Linked DNA regions of Canis lupus: region 1 is linked to region 2. Evidence: chromatin contacts called from public Hi-C data. All regions are on one chromosome and are shown on one strand. Each heading gives the region's core, a stretch centred on a gene start, on an enhancer-like site or on the middle of the called end of the contact. The rest is flanking DNA. Distances are from core to core; before and after follow the strand shown.

The links. A called contact is a pair of places that touch in the nucleus more often than the background predicts.
Region 1: a Hi-C map of blood shows a contact between it and region 2, with 2.4 times the contacts expected there. The contact joins the promoter of POU2F1 here to the enhancer-like site in region 2.

The regions. Positions count from the first base shown.
Region 1 is chr7:31,090,426-31,094,517 of UU_Cfam_GSD_1.0, reverse strand. It overlaps POU2F1 (POU domain, class 2, transcription factor 1), which reads left to right and starts at 1,885. Exons shown (of 16, transcript XM_038542646.1): 1 at 1,885-1,989. The coding sequence starts at 1,929. All of the region lies in intron 1 of LOC106559032 (a long non-coding RNA gene), which reads right to left.
Region 2 is chr7:30,881,478-30,885,578 of UU_Cfam_GSD_1.0, reverse strand. All of the region lies in intron 1 of CD247 (T-cell surface glycoprotein CD3 zeta chain), which reads right to left. Among named protein-coding and RNA genes, the nearest start is that of CD247, 55 kb to the right of the region's middle. Within about 2 kb of position 2,523, at least 3 of the 20 cell types and tissues checked have an H3K27ac peak or open chromatin away from gene starts, as enhancers often do. A contact at or near this core is called in blood, where this site is marked.

The sequences.
Region 1 (4,092 bases), core at 636-3,135, 210 kb before region 2:
CTTATTTCCGGATTAATTGTAACACCATTGAAATTTGCATTTCCTTAACTGTGTGTTGGTTGGCGTGGCTTGAAATAATTAGATTATATGGTGGCCCAATTATTTGGTTTGCACAGTCAAGCACACACCCTACGGCTTAATTACCATGAATAAATCAATCCCACCCCAAATTCATTGGCTGTCACTGACAATAGCTTCATCTGTACTCGCACAGTGTAAGGAATTCAATGAGGAGACTAAGACCCGTGATTAAAACTTTAGCCGTTAGAATAACCGCTCTCTTAGAGATCCGTTTTTCTTTTATGTGGAATCGGCAATTCTACTCCATTTAAACTTTACAGTCATTTCTCTCAAGACAATCTAGGATTGAATTTCTTTTTTATTAAACAAACAAACAAACAAACAAACAAACAAACAAACAAAACAACTAAGCTCTACACCAAAGGTGGGGCTTGAACTCAGGACGCTGAAATCAAGAATCACAGACTCAACCCACTGAGCCGCCCAGGGGCCTCCTGAATTTCTTTTTTTCTAACTTCACTTAGGAGAGATGCTTTTCTATTCAGCCTCAAAAACAAAGACCAAAAACAAAAACAAACAAACAAACAAACAAAAACCCAAACTGGAAAAATCTTAGGGCTTTTTTAAAAAAGAATTCGTAAAATCATTGACCTGGGTCTTGTCCAGGGAAATTTACCTTTAAAGATAAATCTTAGAACATGACTGAAATAAAAGAGATTTACAACACAAAACGCCTGCTATCTTCTTTGCTCTGAGAAACAGTGACATTCTGGATGAGGCTACCGCTGATTTCGAGATTTTTTTTTTTTTTTTTTAAGGTCATCAGTTTCCAGTTTACGGCTAGGTTTTAAGTATGTTCCCAAGCCAAAGTCAGGGGAGAACGGCTTCCCACGGCCCAGGGCGCCGGCTACGCGCTCCGGTCGGGCGAGCGGCGATCGGGGCGCAGGAAAACCCCGCCAAGGGCAGGGGCAGGGGCAGGGGCAGGGGCAGGGGCAGGCACGGGCCACTGGAGCGTCCGGCGCCCCAGAAGCGACCGGGGGTTACAAACAAGTAGAGCAGAAGGGATGGGAGGCTAATTAGAACCAGCACGAGACCCTCCCCCGCGCGCTCGCCCGGCCGGGTCTCCAGCATTCGCGGAGCTGGGGGCGGGGACTCGTTAGGATTCAAATTTAAAGCGGGACGCCCGCGCAGAGCTCAGCAGGTGCCTCCAGCCCGGCTCCCCGCGGCGGGCGTTTCCGCCCCTACCTGCCCACCGGGCCGGAAATTACCTAGCAGGGGAGCTGCCCCTCCTTTGTTGTCAGAGGTTCAACCGCGCGGAAAGCCTTAAAAAGCGCGCAGCGGAGGGGACGCCGGGGCTGGTCCTGCCCGCGGGTACTCCACGCGTTTCCACGCTCTGGGCCGCCGTGCCCCCCGCCCTTCTTTCAAAATGCCACTGTCCATTGGGGAACGCCGGAGTGAGGCTGGGAGGGCAGTGGGGCGGGAGGAGAGGGGGCATAGTAAGAAGGGACGAATGCTCAACGTGCTACACAGGTTACGCTTCAAGAAGGAGCCCAGGAGAGGTAACGCATGCGCCGCCTGCATCTCAGGCGCGTGGAAAGCGTTGCGCATGTGCAGAGCCGAGAGGGGCGGGGGGGCGGGGGGAAAGTGCAGCAAAGGGGTGACTGGCAGGTTGAGGGCGCTTTAGCTACTGGAGAGCCACGGCGACCCGGAGGCGCGTGCGCAGAGCGCCCGAAGGGGTGGGGCTCCTCCTAGGGGACGGCCTCGCGCGCCCCCTGGCGCGAGCCCGGGGAGAGGAAGGAGCGGGAGGGGGCGGAGAGGAGGGAGGAGGCACGGAGGGCGGGAGGGGGGAGGGGAGCCGGAGCGAGGGAGGGTTTATCGACCGGGCGATTTTGGTTAAAATATTCAAAATGGCGGACGGAGGAGCAGCGAGTCAAGATGAGAGTTCAGCCGCGGCGGCAGCAGCAGCAGGTAATCATTACAGCATTTTACATATTCATATTCATACTCAACCCCGGCTCCCGCTGCCCCCCCCGCGACTTAGCATAATTTATTAGTACTCAGGATTATTATAATTAACGGCGGGGAGATGGGGGGCCGGGGAGCACGGAGCCCCCGCCGGGCGCCGAACGGAGGGGAAAAGAGGCTCGGAGCGGCCAGGCGGAGGGGGAAGACAAGGGGCAAAGGGGGCTGCGATCCACCGCCCTCCTCCTGCCCCCGGCCCACCCCGCCGCCGCCGCCGCCGCCGCTCGCCCGCCCGCCCGCCGGCACCGGCCCTCCTCCTCCGCCGGCCGCCGCCGCCTCTTCGCCGCCGTGCCCGAACCCGAGCGGGTCCTCGGCGGGGCCGCGGGGCCGGGGCACAGGGAGAGGACAATAAAGACATTTTACATATTCATAGCCGCTGGGCCGGCGGGGCGCGGGCGGGCGACCCGGGCCGGGCGGGCGCGGGGTGGGGGGGGCGTGGAGGGGGATGGAGGTGGCGGCGAGCACAATGCCGGGGAGGCGGCGGGGCCGGAGCGGACCCCGGCGGCCGGACAGCCACCCGCGTCCCCCCCGGGAGAGGGCCCGGGCGGGGGGGGGCTCGGCCCGGGGGTGCGCCCGGGGAGAGCGTTCTGCCCGCGCCCCGCCGCCGCACGGGGGTCCGAGCGGGGCTGAGCCCGGGGGTCACGGCCCCGGGCACCTCGGCCGCGCCCCGCTTGTCCCCCGTGTGGCGGCCTGACCTGAACCGGGCCTGCGCCCTAGGTGGGTAGGGGCAAGCGGTCGTGGGCGCTGTGAGGTGGCCTCGGGGCGGCGGGGGTGGGGAGCCCGCGCAGGGGTCCGCTTCGCCCCCTCCGGGGCGGACGGGCTGGGAAGGCGGCCCTCGTGGAAAGTTCCCCTCGGAGGGGGATGCCCTCCGGGGCAGCCCCATGTGTTCCGGACCGTCGGTCAGCGGTCCCCGTGGGTCGTGCTTTCCCTGGGGAGTTGGCTGGAGGTGTCTGGCGTGGTCTGATCTCCGTTCCCCCCCGCCCCCGCGCCCCTTCCCGCGCCCCCGCCCCCGCGCCCAACCCGGGCGGACCGGGCCGGGGGCCCTCGGGGGCCTCTGGCTCTCAGGCCCCAGAAGCACCCGGAGGCCTCTCAGGAACTTGGATGTAGAGAGGGCTGCCCTCCTGCCCCTGCCCGAGCACCGGCTGGCCTGACAAGTTGATAATATTCTAGATTTCCCCTCTCCTGTGGGGAGTTAGGTAGGGGCGGAGATCCCCCTCCCCGGTCCTGTGGTGTCGGTTTCTTGCTGGGTGCTCGGTCCTCTCTACTCTCGGCTTAGCCGAACCTCTCTCATTTGAATAATGTCTAATTCGGGGAGGTTTATATTATTGAAATGGCCGCCTGGCTTTCCCCGCCTCTCATGTTTAGTAATTCAGACCTTTAATAACAGCCACTCACAGCCCAACGCCGTGTTTATATTTTACATTCGCCCCATGTGCTTTTGTGGTTCGATATGATTCTTTTTTTTTTTTTTCCTTGGCAATCCACGGGGCTCTGAGATCAAACCCAGGCTGTGCTGGGAAGAGCAGGGGGAGAGCTAGGCCTTGGCTCCTCTAGCAGTTGCCTAGGCCTCATTCTCTGCCGCTTGATTTATTTACTAATAACCAAAATGACTTTCCCCTACCAACTTCCATACACATACCCGTCCTCCGCGGGCAAAACAAACCCTCCTGGGGCCTTAACCAGCAGTAAAGCAGCTCCTAGCTAGGCTTCAACTCTGTCGTGTTTTGTTTTCTCTTAAAAAGACTTTCTTACAGTTTGCAGTAATATTAGGCCTAAGGAAAGAAAATCTTCTCATTTTCAGAGGCGACTGAAACCTATTTTGATTTCATACAAATAAATCACTTTACTTTGGTGATAGTTCTCCCCTGCCCCTTGGCTTCTACCTCCAAGTTAAACACTTTCAGGCTTTGTAAAAGGTCTGCAGTATTTGTAAAACCCATAGTTTTTTTCTAGGAGTTGTAGAATAACTAAATGTTTTAGAAGTTCCAATTAACAGCACTTTCAGAATGTCTCAGTGCTGCATTTCCTTTTCAACTTCTTCATTCTAAT
Region 2 (4,101 bases), core at 1,274-3,773:
TTCATCACCAGGTTCTTTGTGATGGGCTGAATTGTGTCCCCCCCCCCCCAAATTCATACATGGAAGTCCTAACCCTTAATCGCTCAGGATGTGACTGTGTTTGGAGAGTGGCCTTTACAGAGGTGATTTGGTTCAAATGATGACCTAGGGTAGGCCCTAAGCCGACGTGACTGGTTGATCTGGGCACATCTTATTTATTCTACTTTGCAGATAAAGACACTGAAGGTCAGAGAGGTCCCGAGATGCCTATGTGGCCTGGCCTTTGTTTTTTTCCCACACAGCACACAGCCATCACATTATACTCTTGAACATTAGCACTGTTTAAAAGAAATCCACCCTATCAAACCTTCTCATGTCAAAATTCCAGGCATGATTTTGCTAATTCTCTGAGACTTTAATTTATTCTGCAGATAAACTCTCATAGGATGCACATGCAGGGCATGTGCGCACACACACACACACACACACACACAGATGTTTATTACATAATTATCTGCAGGAGCAAAAAAAGAAAAAAGGAAACAACTTAAGCACCCACCAGCTAGGAATCTAATTAGTAAATGTAGGTATAGTCATGGGTAGCAGTTTAAAAAAATTAAAAACACAACAGATAGTTCTGTACAGGCTGCTATGGGAAGGTCTCCAAGATAATTAGATGAAAAAAAAGCAAACTCTGGAGTGTTATGCTTCTGTATGTATGAAAAAGAAGATATATATAGGCTGTGTATGTATAATAATACAGAAATCTATCTCTGATTAGAGTTTCTGTATGAGATGATGAAAAAGTTCTGGAAACTGATAGTGGTAATGACTGCACAACAACTTTATGCCACTGAATTATACACTTAAAATGGTTAAAATGGTAAAATTATATTTTTGCATACTTTCCCGCAAGAAAAATGTTTATATAGGTATGTCTATATCAATATTGATGTTGCTATCAATATCTGGGTGGCTACATTCTCAAAAAATGCTCTCCACACTTAATTCAAGAGGAGTCAGGGAAGGGGGAGGTCGGGAGGAGTTTATTTTCCATGAATGACGTGAACCTTTAAATCAAACGAGGTATGTGCGGCACAGTTCTAGGCAGGGCACCAAGTGGAGGCACGGGGACTCATCCATCCAGCAAGGTTCCTCCAACTAGGCTGTGGCTCAGTGCACTTCTGGTGATGACTTACTGGGGTTTGGAAGTATCTCCAATAGATAGAAATTTTCACTATAATGGTGTTTGGGGAATATGGTTACACTTCTGAATGAACATGAAAACAATTACTGCCAGCAAACAGAATGATGATGATGATGATTTTTAAAGATTTGATTTATTTATTTGAGAGACAGAGAGAGACAGCAGGAGCAGAGGGAGGGGCAGAGGGAGAAGGAGAAGCAGGGAGCTGACGTGGGGAGCTTCCGCTGAGCAGGAAGCCCAATGTGGCGCTCAATCCCAGGACCCCGAGACCATGACCTCAGGTGAAGGTAAACACTTAACCAACCGATTACTATTGATGCTGTTATCCAGTGCTGCAGGAATGAGGGCAAAGTCTCTCCCTTCCTCATCCCCACTAGGAGCACCAGCCCAGTCAGGCGGGTACAGTGAGATGAAAACAGCTCTGGCCACACAGCCTTGCCCAGCCAGAGCCACCGCCCTTGGGGAGCCAGGGACCCCAGAAGCCAAGTAGGTTTCTGGGCAACGGAAGCTGAGCTCCCTGGGCAACTGAATGAAGACCCTGGGGTGGAAGGGGGGGCTGTACCCGCAGCCTCTCGAGTCCTCTGGGAGCCATCCTGCAGCCCCAGGCCACTGACAGCACCTCCTCAGGGCTCTCCCAGCACCTGTAGCAGAAACCTGCTTGCCTGATGCCCCGTCCAGCCAGCGGCCTCCGTGGCCCAGGGCCGCTCTGGGTCCAAGTCTGGAGGCCCTGTGCCTCTTACCCTGCGTGGCCACGGAGGCGCGAGCGTCCAGGAGGAGGCCCGGGGAGCAGGTCCCACTGCACCAAGCTCCTCAGAGGTTGGGGTGGGGAGGAAATGCTATTTGGGTTCTAAATCAGATACAGATCCCTCAACAGAGTAAACAACTCGCTGGGATTTTCAAGAGCTGAGGCTGGCCCTCCCAGGCCACACTCTCTGTCCCTTGGGCCCTGCATGGAAAGGGGAAGGAGAAGGCGGAGCGGCTCCGGGGGCTTCTCCAGAGGTGGCCACCCTCACTCGCACTCACCACCCTCCGTGTGACCCGCAGCCACCCTGCTCAGGCTGGCACAGCCCACCCAGCGCGGTCGGGGGCTGGGCTCCTCACTCCGGCCACACCCAGAGCCCAGCCCCAAAGACGCCAACCGAATTCATACACGGCAGCCTCCGCCAAGAGGGCGAGGGAACCTGGGGCCGGGAGAGGGGCGCGGGGCCCGGCCTCTGCCTGCAGCCAGGGCGGGCTCCCCGGCGGCGGCGGCGCGCCCCCGGTGCGGTTACAGCGAGCAGCAGCCCCGCCCCTCCCGCCCGCAGCCATCTCCTCCTCGAGGTTTCCTGTTGAGCTGCCATCCAGGGCCCGGGTTATCGGGTTATCGCCCGCCCGTGATCTCCCATCTAAACTGCTCGCACTCAGGCGGCCGCCCCCACTTGCGGTCCCCTCCCCTCCCCACCGCGACCGCACCGCCCAGCCCTGCGCTGACGAGTGGCCCCGGCGGGAGCCGGCGGGGCGGGGGCGGGGGCGGCGGGTCGAGGGCTGGCTCCAGGCGCCGGGGCCAGCGACGCGGGGGTCCCCCCGAGGGCCCGGGGTCCGCCTGGGAGAGGCCTGGCTGGGTCACCCGGCAAACGCCCGCGCGTGCCCTCGCCGGGGCCGAGCCCGAGGCGCAGGACGCGGGCCCCCGCGGAGGCCGGGCCCCCCCCCGCCCCCCGGCTCCCCGCCAGCCCTCGGGACAGGGAGGAAGCGCAGGGGGCTCTGTGCTCTCAACTGGGGGACTCCGAGTGTCGTCAAAGCTGCCACTCTCAGCCCCGACAGCCCTCTCACTTTGGAGCCCCGCGAGCACTGCCTGCGCTTCCGGGCTTTCCCGGTACGCACGCCCGGCAGGTGCACCGCGCGGGGAGGCCGCTCCGCGGGGCTGCGGGGCTGCGGGGCTGCGGGGCTGCGGGCGCCCTCCTACCCCCCCCCCCCCCCCCGCCCCGCGGCGGCCGCGAGGAGCCCCGCTGCAGAGGCGGTGGCCAAGGACCTGGCGACGACTGGCGTTTTCCGCTTTTCTCTGACTTGAGCTGACCAGGTCTCCTGACAAGCACAGATGTAGGGAATTTTGACTTAGAAAGAAAAAGCCAGTTGCGCTAGTTCCTGGACAAAAAGGGGCTTCTTTACTCCCCTCTTGGCCTATAGCAAAGTCCTCAGCAGTGTTTCCCTGTCTGGTCTGGGGCCTGTGTCGGGAATCACCCCCCAGCCACTGAATTAGAGTCTCTGGAGGTGAATCTAGGGATCTGGGGTTTTTTATTTATTTATTTATTTATTTATTTATTTATTTATTTATTTATTTATTTATTTATTTATTTATTTATTTATTTATGATAGTCACAGAGACAGAGAGAGAGAGGCAGAGACACAGGCAGAGGGAGAAGCAGGCTCCATGCACCGGGAGCCCGACGTGGGATTCGATCCCGGGTCTCCAGGATCGTGCCCTGGGCCAAAGGCAGGCGCCAAACCGCTGCGCCACCCAGGGATCCGGGATCTGGGTTTTTAACATGCTCCCCCTGGGTTCTCCTGTACACCATGCCGTGGGGACCACTGCTTTCTGGGCTAGCTGGATCTGGAAAATACTATGAATGTATCCGCCCCCCCCCCCCACACACACACCCCCAGCATTTGTGGATGGGCTGCTCCCTGAGGGAGGGCAGACCCAGAGCTCTCTGTCGCAGACACAGAGCAACCTGACTGGGACCCAGACTCACACACTCCATCTCATATGTCAGAGAGACACCCAAGGGAGCCACGACTTTAACATTGCTGATCCATCTTGTGCTCATTCTCCACATTTATCCGCACTGATGTGTAATCTCATGTGGATATCATGTCACCGAACAGGGCTGCCTTAGGATTTACCTTGTTAAAAATATACTAACAAGGGACACCTGGGT